2 separate regions of the Mus musculus genome follow, and region 2 is linked to region 1. A link is a contact called in public ChIA-PET data. All regions are on one chromosome and are shown on one strand. The core of a region is the stretch at or near the end of the contact, and the rest is flanking DNA. Distances in the headings are between cores, read along the strand shown. Region 1 overlaps Sema4f (sema domain, immunoglobulin domain (Ig), TM domain, and short cytoplasmic domain). Region 2 holds the start of Ino80b (INO80 complex subunit B).

Evidence for each region. ChIA-PET counts read pairs in DNA pulled down with a chosen protein or histone mark.
Region 2: an RNA polymerase II ChIA-PET map of effector CD8 T cells shows a contact between it and region 1, with 40 read pairs. The contact joins the promoter of Ino80b here to the enhancer-like site in region 1. A contact is called at or near these places in 2 of 39 promoter capture datasets (the HPC-7 cell line and cranial neural crest), 2 of 484 Hi-C or Micro-C datasets (CD4 T cells and CD8 T cells), 6 of 115 datasets of contacts at active chromatin or transcription factors (the SCID.adh cell line, bone marrow-derived macrophages, effector CD8 T cells and 3 more) and 3 of 9 other capture datasets (adipose tissue, liver and pancreatic islet).

Annotation. Positions count from the first base shown.
Region 1 is chr6:82,909,605-82,915,805 of GRCm38.p6, reverse strand. Sema4f (sema domain, immunoglobulin domain (Ig), TM domain, and short cytoplasmic domain) reads left to right here. Exons shown (of 14, transcript NM_011350.4): 13 at 1,381-1,439; 14 at 1,702-3,921. The coding sequence ends at 2,315. Among named protein-coding and RNA genes, the nearest start is that of Sema4f, 27 kb to the left of the region's middle. Within about 2 kb of position 2,240, at least 81 of the 459 cell types and tissues checked have an H3K27ac peak or open chromatin away from gene starts, as enhancers often do. A contact at or near this core is called in CD8 T cells, the HPC-7 cell line, the SCID.adh cell line and 2 more, where this site is marked.
Region 2 is chr6:83,123,420-83,129,620 of GRCm38.p6, reverse strand. Ino80b (INO80 complex subunit B) reads left to right here and starts at 4,502. Exons shown (of 5, transcript NM_023547.2): 1 at 4,502-4,610; 2 at 4,844-5,036; 3 at 5,196-5,314; 4 at 5,458-5,627. The coding sequence starts at 4,553.

The DNA.
Region 1 (6,201 bases), core at 991-3,490:
CATATACTTAACCTGTATAATTCAAGATTCAAATAATACCATCAATACTCGTAGGCTTATTTGCTTTATAAATATATTTTAATTAAAAAAAATACTGTGATAATGTCTTAATCTGTAGCCCACACTGGCCTAGAGCTCACCCTAATCTGTAGAACCCGGGCTGGCCTCAAATTCATAGTGATCTCTCCTGCCTCATCTTCCCACACACTGAGATTATAGGCGTCACGATTAGTGCCTAATCCAAACCTAGGTCTGTGAGGGTCGGGAGGCCCCCTCCCCTGAGCTAGTCTCAGCTGTTAATTTAAATTCTCTTAGTGGAATAGTTTTGGCCAGGTGCTTGCAAAATTCTTTTTCATTGTAACACTAGGATTTTCCGTTTTGAAGCCCATGGCAGGCCACCAGCCTGGCCTCACACCCAGCCTTTTACCTGGGTGCTGCAGGTTTACGGCAGGGCCTCATGCTTGCATGGCAATCTTGTTTACCACGACTCACAGCCCCTCCCCCAAGCCTTCAGGTGTAAAGGAGAGGGCACCCTGTAGCCATGGACAGCAGTTTCACTTCTCAGATTTCCCTGCCTCTTAGGGGATACCCACCAAGCACGTTTCCAACAGATTGTCAGCTAGGAATATGTGGATACTTGACAGGGAAAAGCCTTGAGGTACATTAAGGAAAGATTTGGTGGAGGGGTGAATGCTGACTAACTCCAGGAGTGATTTCTAACATGATGGGTTCTGGAGTCAGGACTGTGATAACCGAGTACTGTGATAACTAAGTACTGTGTTAACTGAGTACTGTGGTAACCAAATACTATGATAACTGAGTACTGTGATAACTTAGTACTGTGTTAACTGAGTACTTTGTTAACTGAATACTGTGACAACCAAGTACTGTGATAACTAAGTACTGTGGTAACCAAGTACTGTGATAACCAAATACTATGATAACTGAGTACTGTGTTAACTGAGTACTTTGTTAACTGAATACTGTGACAACCAAGTACTATGATAACTGAGTACTGTGGTAACCAAGTACTGTAATAACCAAATACTATGATAACTGAGTACTGTGATAACTTAGTACTGTGTTAACTGAGTACTTTGTTAACTGAATACTGTGGCAACCAAGTACTGTGATAACTGAGTACTGTGGTAACCAAGTACTATGATAACTGAGTACTGTGATAACTTAGTACTGTGTTAACTGAGTACTTTGTTAACTGAATACTGTGGCAACCAAGTACTGTGATAACTGAGTACTGTGGTAACCAAGTACTGTGGTAGTGGGAGTACCGTGGGGCTGAGTACCATGGTACTGTGAGGGTCTGAGGAAGGTGCAAGCACATTGGAACACTAGGTTTACCAGATATTCTCTTCTCTGTAGGATGGTTCAAGACATAGAGTCAGCAGATGTCTCTTCTTTGTGTCCAAAAGAACCTGGAGGTTTGTATGGCTCAGAGAAATGCGGGTGGAATGTATAGAAAGGGGCTAGAGAGTTGATCTTTTTTGTCTCATTCAAAAGACTTGATCCCATGAAGACATGGCAGTCCAGGACCCAGGACCCAGGACCCAGGGCCTTTCCATTTTTGGGAATCCCTTTTGGCAATGTCCCTACATATCTTATATATGACATCTCTCCATATGCCCCCATCCTACTTCCTGCCTATAGCTTCATGTCTTTTGTGTCTTTGCCTTCTCTCCACAGAACATCCGGTAGTGTTTGAAGTTCCAGTGGCTACGGTGGGCCACGTGGTCCTGCCGTGCTCCCCCAGTTCTGCCTGGGCATCCTGTGTGTGGCACCAGCCCAGTGGAGTGACTTCGCTCACCCCACGAAGGGATGGGCTAGAGGTGGTGGTGACCCCAGGGGCCATGGGGGCTTATGCTTGCGAGTGTCAGGAGGGTGGAGCCGCCCGTGTGGTGGCTGCTTATAGCTTGGTGTGGGGCAGCCAGAGGGGGCCCGCAAACCGGGCCCACACCGTTGTGGGGGCTGGGCTGGTTGGCTTTTTCCTGGGTGTTCTAGCAGCATCTCTCACTCTCCTCCTGATTGGTCGCCGTCAGCAGCGGCGGCGACAGAGGGAGCTTCTAGCTAGAGACAAGGTGGGCTTAGATCTGGGGGCTCCACCTTCTGGGACCACAAGCTATAGCCAAGACCCTCCCTCTCCTTCACCTGAAGATGAACGGCTGCCCCTGGCCCTGGGTAAGCGGGGCAGTGGTTTTGGTGGCTTCCCTCCACCCTTCCTGCTGGATTCTTGCCCGAGCCCAGCCCACATCCGGCTCACTGGGGCTCCTCTGGCCACGTGCGATGAGACGTCTATCTAAAGCCAGGAAAATGACTGCCAGCCATGAGCAATCTCTGGAACTAGCGGCTACGAAGACCAGGGTCACTGAACCTGGGAGACGATCATGGCTGCTCCATTCTCTTGGAGTCTGTGTGATCACACGTCAGTGTCTGTCCTCTGGACCTGGATGAGCTGAGGGCCAGACCTTTGCCTGATTCCTGATTCTCATGAGAGATCAACCCTGTAGCCCTCTGCTATGGCCTCTTGTCTTGGGCCCATCATCAGCTTGTGGGGTGGAGCAAGGACACAGGCTCTGATTTGCTTATGGTGGGCCCCCGGAAAGAGGGAGCACTGCGGGGTGGTTGGAGCGCGTGTGCCCTGCATCCGTGTGGTGCCTGTATGATGATTTTCCAGTTTGCTGACTCTGGGGAGCGCATGATCCCCGGACTGCCTTGAGATCTCTCCCAACTCAGTTTCCCTTTGTCCCTTGAAGAGTGTGTGTCTATACACTGGTGTGCCTCGAAGACCTGTCCAGGTGTGTGTGGATGACAGGGCCGGTGCCTAGGTGCTTTTGGGGGGTCGGAGAGGAAGGTTGGAACGGGGGACAACTTTACCCTCGGTAGCCAGTGAGGGAAACCACACGACCCCATCACCCCACAGCGCTTCTTCAACTTTGAGCAAAGTTCCCAAAGTGACCTTCTGGTGGGAAGGGCAGCAGGACACGTGGCCCCGTCCTTCTCCTCATCTTTCTCCTCTGGCTGCCACCACTGCCGTGCCACCGCTGCTTTTTCCCTGGCTGGAGTGGAGGCTGAGCCCTCTTTCCTTGGCTTCCATTTAAAATGAACTTCACAACATTCTAGCTATTGAGGGATGACAAAAGGAACCCAGAAAAGTGTGTAGGAAATTACAAGCAGGTTCAAGAAGATTTGCCTCAGTGACTTTCACCCTTGCCCTAAAGCAGGAGTCCCCTAGCAGGACTCCCTGAAATTGTATGCAAAGAAATGTCTGTCCATGTGTGGCATGTGTGCGTGCGTGCGTGTGTGTGTGTGTGTGTGTGTGTGTGTGTGTGTGTGTGTGATGGCTTTCATCAGATTCTCAAGGCCTTAATGAGGTTAAAGGACCATGGTCCATAGTCACCACACTTGGGCCACATAAATGGAGGAGGTGTTGCTGTGAGGCAGTTCCTCCCTGGCCTGCTGCCTGAGGCCAGTCCCTGGACACACTGCTGCTGGAGATCCCACCTCTCTCCAGTCCTCCTCGGAAGCTAGTGAAGCTAGGCTCTGCACGTGCTTGAAGACACCATCGCCTCCTTTCTTGCTTCGTTATTCCTGTGTGCGCTGCATCTGCTCCGTCCTGCTCTTGGCCTGTGAATGTGCCTCGTCCATCCCTGGTGAGGGACCTCGAACCCCGGTGAGGATGCAGCCCTTTCCAGTTGAAGTTTCTGTTCTACTTTCCTTGACAGCAGCCTGTGAATTACTCAAGAGTCCCCTTGGGTTTGGAGTTACCAGTGGCTTTGAGTAGGATCTTTGGCACGTAGTCTAACCTAGGGACATTGGTTATTCATCTGTAAAGTGGGGATATACCTACCTCAGGGTTGCTGCAAGGATCAAACGAGGAAACGTATGAACAATAAAGCATTACCCAGAGCAGCGGGCGTGGTTATTGTAGCTGTTGCTTTATCATAGCCGAACCACGTGATCACCATGGCAGGCACTCACTGTGCACCCCATGCAGTGGAAGGTGGACAAGCCTTCACCAACATCTGATCTTCGATCATCTCAGGATGGGTCTTAACCACCCATATTTAGGCTTTACTCAAATCTGCGATTTATTTTTTTAAAAAATTATGTGTATATGTGTATGTTAACGTATGTATACGTGAGTGCCGCTACCTCAAGAGGCCAAAAGAGGGCAATGGATCCCCGAAGCTAAAGTTAGAGGCAGTTGTGAGTTGCTTGATGTGTGTTTTGGAAACTGAACTCAGACCTTCTGAAAGAGTAGCAGGTGCCTTAGTTGCTGAGTCATCTTTCCAGCCCTCTAGTCTTATACATGTTGAGTGATGTTGATAGCCAGAGTTTCCTTCTGCTAAACCAGGAGCCACTGATGTCATCTTTGCTTCTCTATGGAAGGGACACATGTACTAAGTCTTTGTGCTATTCCACTTCCAAGATGGACGTGGATTTTACTCCAGGAAAAAAGAGATTGAAAACACATGCACACATACACACACTCCAGCTAAGAAGGAGATTCTGAAGTAAGGATTTTTTTTTTCAAGACAGGGTCTTACTACATAGTTCAGACTGGTCTTGAACTTACTATGTAGCCCAGACTAGCCCAGAATTTGTGATTCTCCTGCCTCAGTTCCCCAAAGTCTTGGGATTACAGGTATACACTGGCATGCCTTTAAGAAGGCTAACAGTTCAGTAAATGGAGAAATTCATGGCTCACTTAGTAGAGAAGTCAGGAATAAGATACCCTCAGGACTGCACAAAGGACTTTAGGAGTCAAGGTCCCAGCCCCTGGAATTAGGATTCAGGGTTAGAGGGAGTCTGTCTGTCTGCCTGTCTGTCATCTTTGCTTGTCTTGCCTGATTTCTTTCTTTCTTGCTGTAAATGGCCCCACTCAAAGAAGCAGAAAAGGTGGCTGCTGCTGAGATGACTTCATGAGCAAAGGCACGTGCTGCTGGCTTTGATCTCCAGAACCCACGTGGCAGGAGAACTGACTCAAGTTGTCCTCTGACCTCTACATGTGTGCTTTGGCACACATGTGCATGCACATACATGCACACATACACAAAATAAATGAATGTTAAAGAGAAAAAGAAATATGGCTGCTTCCACATCCTTTCAGCCACAGATCTTAGAAGCCAAAACTACTTTTTCAGCGTAAACCAAGAATCACAAGGACAGCTCTGCTCATATCACATGACTCCATTGCACCAATGAGTGTGTCCAAGGAAATGGGATACTGTGATTGGCCAAGCCTAAGTCACATACGTGTCCAGGGAGGGAAAGATTACATTATCAGAAGAATGGACATAAGGAAGTTGGATAAAAAAGACAAAAACAGAACAAACAAACAAAACACCAGTTGTAGTTTACTAAAGGTATTTAGATGTAGACAGTGATCTTTCAAAAATTAATGCTAAATATGTTCCTTTCAAGTTAAAGTTTTCTAATGGCTTCTTATGACACCCAGGAGAAATTCCAACCCTTCCTTCTAATTTAGAACTGTTGTTCTTACTTAAGTTTTTTTTTTTTTTACATATATATTACTTTTTATTTTTTATTTATTTTTATTTTTTTCTTCCCTCTCACTCAAGGTGGGCACTCATTGTGGACACGATAAGGCTTTTCCTACCATATGCCAATTAAGCTCATTATTGGTGGAAAGCCTGGCTTCTTCTGGCTATTTAGGCTTTATTTTAAGTATCACTTCCAGAATGAGGACCACCCTGATCACACAGTATAGATGCGTGCTTGTCTGTTGCTGGGATAAAAGACCCTGACCAAAAGCAACTTAGCAGGGGAGGGGAGCTTACTGGGAACACAGTCCATTAAGGTGAGGAAGTATGGCGGCAGGAAAATGAGGATGGCCTGGCAGTCAGGAAGCAGAGCAACCATGTTTCACCCTCACAGAGAGGGGAGAGAAAGAGAGACAGACAGACAGACAGACAGACAGACAGACAGACAGACAGACAGATACAAATACACACAGAGAGAGACAGAGAAACAGAGACAGGCAGAGACAGACAGACAGAGACAGGCAGAGAGAGAAACAGAGAGACAGAGGCCTGGTCCCCAGTGATTAACTTCCTCCAACAAGGCTCCAAACCTAAACGTTCTATAACCTTTGCAAACAGCACCACCAAGTGGCAAACAAGTGCGAGCCTGTGGGAGCCATTTCATATTTAACCTACAACACTA
Region 2 (6,201 bases), core at 3,253-5,752, 210 kb before region 1:
GTGTACCACATGCAAGCAGAGTTTGAAGATGTCCCAATAGGGTATCAGATCCCCTGGAACTGCAGATGGCTGTCAGCCTCCATGTGAGTGCTGGGAGTCCATCTCTGATCCTCTGCAAGAGCAATTCATTGCTTTTAACCACTGACCCAACCATCCAACCCCCTAGCCTGTTTTGGTCTTTGTTTTTTTTTTGTTATGTTTTGTTTTGAGAGACCGTCTCAGTAAGTCCCAGGCTGGATTCTAAATGAACTGGGGATCCTCTTGTCCAGCCTGCCAAATGCTGGAGCTATAATATAGCCAGTGCTCCACTACTCCTGACTAGACTATGTCCTGACAGTGTCAGCTGGAGGATCTGGTATGAATAGATGAAAGAGTTCTTTTTATCGTTCTTGCACTATTTTCTATATGTCTTAGTCACTATTCTATTGTTGCGAAGAGACACAATGTCCAAGGCAACTCTTTTTTTAAAGAATTATTTATTTATTTAATTTATATGAGTACACTGTTGCTGTCTTCAGACACACCAGAAGAGAGCATCGGATCCCATTACAGACGGTTGTATGTCACCAGGTAGTTGCTGGATATTGAACTTAGGACCTCTGGAAGAGAAGTCAGTGCTTTTAACCGCTGAGCCATTTCTCCAGTCCCCAAGGCAACTCTTATTAAAGTAAGTATTTAATTTGGGGCTTGCTTATAGCTTCAGAGGTTTAGTCCATCATTGAGTTTATCATCATGGCTGGAAGCAACTTGGCAAGCAGGTAGGCATGGTGCTGGAGTAGTAGCTGAGATTTCTACATTTTCATCTGCAGACAGCTGAAAGAGACTGGTCCTGGCATGGGTGGGTGTTTGAAACTTCAAAACCCACTCACAATGACACACTTCCTCCAACAAGGCCACACCTCCTAGTTCTTCTTCTAATCCTTTCAAAGAGTTCCACTCCCTAGTAATTGAGCATTCAAATGTATGAGTCTTTGGGGGCCATTTCTAGTCAAACACTATAAATTTATTTTTTTTTCATGAAATTTTAAAACAAGCCTTGAGAATGCCTTCAGAAGGTAAAATTCCTCTTAGTCTGTATATTTCCACACTAAACAAAGCAAAGTTACAAAAAAGAAAAGAAAAGAGCCTAAGACCAGAAAGAAGCTGGTTGTCATTCACTTCCTCGCTGCTGGACGCCAGGATACAGAGGAAACAGCCCAGACGAGCGTTAGGAAGCCTCTGTCTGATGCTTACACTGTTACTCCCTGCCTGTGTGTTTGTCTCTCTGAGCCTCAGTTTCCTTATTTATAGAACAGAAACAACAGAACCCGCGGAACAGCCACGTAGCTAAACACCCCACTATGTTCTAGAAAGGCCTCCCTAAGTTAGTTTTCCAAAATGCAGGTGTTGGGTGCTACTCTTGCTAGACCCAGCCCACCGTGCCTGGTGTACCCAGTAGACTTAAAAAAGAATTACAAATGGTTGATGTCTGCGGGTAGAGTGCTTGTCTAGCATACATGAAGCCCAGGCTCCATGCCCAGCACTCCATGGGACCGGGTATAATGGGGCATATCTGTGATTGTCACACTGGGGAAGTAGACGCAGGAGAGTCAGGAATTCAAGGTCATCTTCAGCTATACTGCAAGGTTCAGGCCAGCCTGGAATATATTAGATCCTGCCTTAAAAATATAAATAAAAAAGGCCAGGTGTGGCGGGGCAAGCCTTTAATCCAAGCACTCTGGAGGCAGAGGCCAGTGAATCTCTGAGTTTGAGGCTGGACCGGTCTACAGAGTGAGTTCAAATCTAGACAGGAAAAGATCCTTAACTCTAAGACAGTCACTAGTAGCACATTGCATATTCCTCATTTTTTTCTAAGCAGATACTAGTACACGATACTTTTAAAAACAGAATCAAGGGGACTGAAGAGATGGTTCCGAGGTTAATAGCACTGCCTGCTCTTCCAGAAGTCCTGGGTTCAAGTCCCAGCAAGCACATGGTGGTTCATAACTACCTATGAGGTCTAGTGCCCTCTTCTGGCCTGCAGGCATACATGCAGGTTGAATGCTGTACACATTTTAAGTAAATAAATCTTTTTGTTTGTTTGTTTGTTTTCGAGACAGGGTTTCTCTTTATAGCTCTGGCTGTCCTGGATCTCACTCTGTAGACCAGGCTGGCTTCGAACTCAGAAATCTGCCTGCCTCTGCCTCCCGAGTGCTGGGATTAAAGGCGCGCTCCATCACTGCCCAGTGGTAAATAAATCTTAAATGAAAAGAATCAAGAGGGCTGGTGAGATGGCTCAGTGGGTAAGAGCACCCGACTGCTCTTCCAAAGGTCCGGAGTTCAAATCCCAGCAACCACATGGTGGCTCACAACCATCCGTAATGAGATCTGACGCCCTCTTCTGGTGTGTCTGAAGATAGCTACAGTGTACTTACATATAATAAATAAATAAATCTTAAAAAAAAAAAAAAAAGAATCAAGAAAGCTGGGTGTGGTGGCACACACCTTTAGTCTCAGCACTTGGGAGGTAGAGGCAGGCAGATCTCTGAGTTCAAAGCCAGCCTGGTTTAAAAAGTGAGCTCCAAAGACAGCCAACCAAAAACAGCCAAGGTTACACAGAGAAACCCTGCCAAACAGGTAAATAAGCATAAACAAACAAACATAAACAAATAAACAGCCAGGGCCACACAGAGAAGCCCTGTTTTTTTTTTTTTTTTTTAAAGATTTATTTATTTATTATATGTAAGTACATTGTAGCTGTCTTCAGACACTCCAGAAGAGGGAGTCAGATCTCGTTACGGATGGTTGTGAGCCACCATGTGGTTGCTGGGATTTGAACTCTGGACCTTTGGAAGAGCAGTCGGGTGCTCTTACCCACTGAGCCATCTCACCAGCCCAGAAGCCCTGTTTCAAAAATGAATGGATGAATAAATAAATAAATAAATAAATAAATAAATAAATAAATAAATAAATAAAATCAAGAGAATCAAGGGGCTGGAGAGGTGGCTCAGCTGTTAACAAGATTTGCTGGCCTTGCAGAGGACCTGAGGAGGCCAGAAGAAGCATCCAGATCTGAAACTGGAGTTACTGATGATTGGGAGAAGCTATGTCAGCACTGAGACCCAAACCAGGGTCCCCTGAAAGGGCAGCAAGTGCTCTTAGCTGATGAGCCATCTCTCTAGTCCCATTCAGATCATTTTAAAACATTATGTGCAGGTGTGTGTCTGTGTCTGCCTATGTACACTTGAGTGCAGGTGTTGGCACAGACCAGAGCTATCAGATTTCTTTAGAGATGGAGTTACAGGCAGCAGTGAGCTGCCTGATGTGGGAGATGGAAAGTGAACTTGGGTCCTCTGCAAGAGTTGTGTGCATTCTTAACTACCGAGCCATCTCTCCAGCCCTGAATCACAGGTTTTAGAGTTTTTCTCTTATTTATTGGCATATTCAATTCTGTGCTTTTAAAAAATATGTATAAATTAACTAGAAGATAAAGGAAAACATTCACAAATTTTAAACAAAATTTAAAGGGGGAAAAGGATATGTGAAAAATGGCAGCAAAGTTTGGTTATTAATGCCTGTAATCTCAGCCCTAGGAAAGCTGAAGTAGAAAGTTCATGGATTTGACACCAGTCTGGGTACATACGGAGTACCAAGCCAACCTGGGGTACATAGTGAGACCCCTTCTCAAACAACAAAAACAAAACAAAGGTCTCCCACCTCCCTCATTTCCCAACCACACATCAGCAATTTCTCTCACCAGTTTCCTACCTTGCTATGTTTGGTTTTGTTCAAGTTAACTAGCTTCCTAACTTCGCAGTACAGGGATGTAGTAAATTCATTTAGATCCCTCATTAGAGGGATTCTTGTATTCTTTACAATGTAACTGTTCTCTGGAATCTAAATTCTCTGTCAATCTTATTATTTCACAACTTTTCTTAGTTGAGAAGCTTAGTGTTTACAAATAAAGATGCACCGCAACGACGTTGCCCCTCATTGCCAACCAATGAGAATGGGGAGATGGGGGTGGGGGGAAGGAGAGGAGAGGAGAGGGGAGAAGAGAGGAAAAAGAGAGGAGGAGGGGAGGGGAAGAGAGAGCGATGAGAGGGAAGGGGGAAGACACAAACAGACAGACATACATACAGACAGGCAGATAGACAAAGAGAAGAGACAAGAGACAGCAACACAGAGAAAGGGAGACAGAACAGGTCAGGAATCTAATACAGGGAACCCAAGTTAGGGGAAAACCTTACCTTTTTTGGTGGCTTTTCCAGCCTCCTAGAGGCTTTGAACTTTCGTTTTGAGAACAAGATGGCATTAAGCCTGGCCTCGAACTCGTAATCCTTTTTAAGTCTGGTGCGCCAGTAAGGTGCCTAGCAATGCCGGAACTTTTGTTTGGAAGGGACCCTGTTTCTTATCGGAATATTTTTGGCTGTAAGGCGTACCACGCACAAACATGGTTGCCAGGCGCCGGAAGTAGCCGGTTATTTTGCTGGATTCCGTTCTTCCGCGGGGCGGAAAAGGCATGTCGGCTTGTGTCCCGACAGTTTCCAGTCCTCTCCCTTTGCAGGACCCCATGAGCAAGCTGTGGCGGCGCGGGAGCACATCTGGGGCTATGGAGGCCCCCGAGCCAGGTAAGCGCGGGTGGATCTAACTCGAGTGATCTTGAAAAAGGAGTCGCTGTAACTCCGTGGAGCCGGTGGAGCCGGGTCTGCCCGCCACAGGTGGGAAGGAGCGAGGCGGGGCTGTTGTTATGGTAACAGCTAATAACGTGGGAAGAGTGGGACTCAGTTGAATTGTTAGGTTAGTCAGATCTTCCCCCTGCCACTTTTTGGCCGATCCCCTCAGACAGGCTCTCCTTCCGCAGGGGAAACGCTGGAGCTGAGCCTGGCAGGTGCCCACGGCCACGGAGTACACAAGAAAAAACACAAGAAACATAAAAAGAAACACAAGAAAAAGCATCATCAGGAAGAGGAGGCCGGACCGACGCTGCAGACTCCTGCCAAGCCCCAACTTAAACTTAAAATCAAGCTGGGTGGACAGGTCCTGGGCACCAAGAGGTGAGATCAAGTATTTAACTCGGGAAAATTCAGTAGCAGGTGGGCTGGGTCCAAGTTAAGGCAGCAAGAATCCCAGCAGGTCGGAAAAGCTGTTTGTAGCTCCAAAGTAGGAGAGAGCCAGCCGCTTGTTCACTTTAGAGTAGTGTTTCTACTCTGCAGTGTCCCCACTTTCACTGTGATTCCTGAGGGGCCTCGCTCACCGTCTCCCCTGATGGTGGTGGATAATGAAGAGGAACCTATGGAAGGCGTACCTCTGGAGCAGTACCGCGCCTGGCTGGGTGAGAAGACCGTAGAGGTGGCAAAGCTGGGTTGCTCATTTCTAACCAGCAAAAGGAAGAGGGTGGGGTCTGAGAATTTTCAGTGTACTAGGACCAACTTCGATAAATTAATGTTTGCACTTTCCTTCAACTTTCCCACCCAGATGAAGACAGTAATCTGTCCCCCTCCCCACTTCGGGACCTGCCAGGGGATCTGGAGGGCCAGGAGGAAGAGGAGGAACAGAGATGGTTAGACGCCCTGGAGAAGGGAGAGCTGGATGACAACGGAGACCTCAAGAAGGAGATCAATGAGCGGCTGCTTACAGCGAGACAGGTAAGTTAGTTCCATCTGTATTCACTCGACAAACATATGGAGAGCTTGTTGTTTCTTAGGCAGTGAGAGGAACAGGAAAGGAAGGTGGGTGGATATTCAAGTGCATGCTGACAGAAGGTAAATGACTTTCCTTTTTGAATTGGGATCTTAGTATTTAAGCCCTGACTGGGATATGCTTGCCTTTGCCCCTAAGTGCTGGAGTTAAAGGTGTGTACTGCCACACACACACACACACACACACACACACAGAGCTCCTAAGTAACTTTTTAAAACTCCAGAAAATAGGGCTGGTGAGATGGCCCAATGGTTAAGAACACTGACTGTTCTTCCAGAGGTCCTGAGTTCAACACCCAGCAACCACATGGTGGCTCACAACCATCTGTAATGGGATCTGATGCTCTCTTCTGGTGTGTCTGAAGAGGGCTACAGTGTGATCATATAAATAAACCTTAAAAAAAAAAAAAAATCCTACAGAAAATAGGAATGCTGAAGTAGAAATTGCCAAGACAGAAACATTAGGGTAGTTGTGGGGACTAGCTCATTGTTTTCTTTTGTTTTTTAAAGATAAATCGTA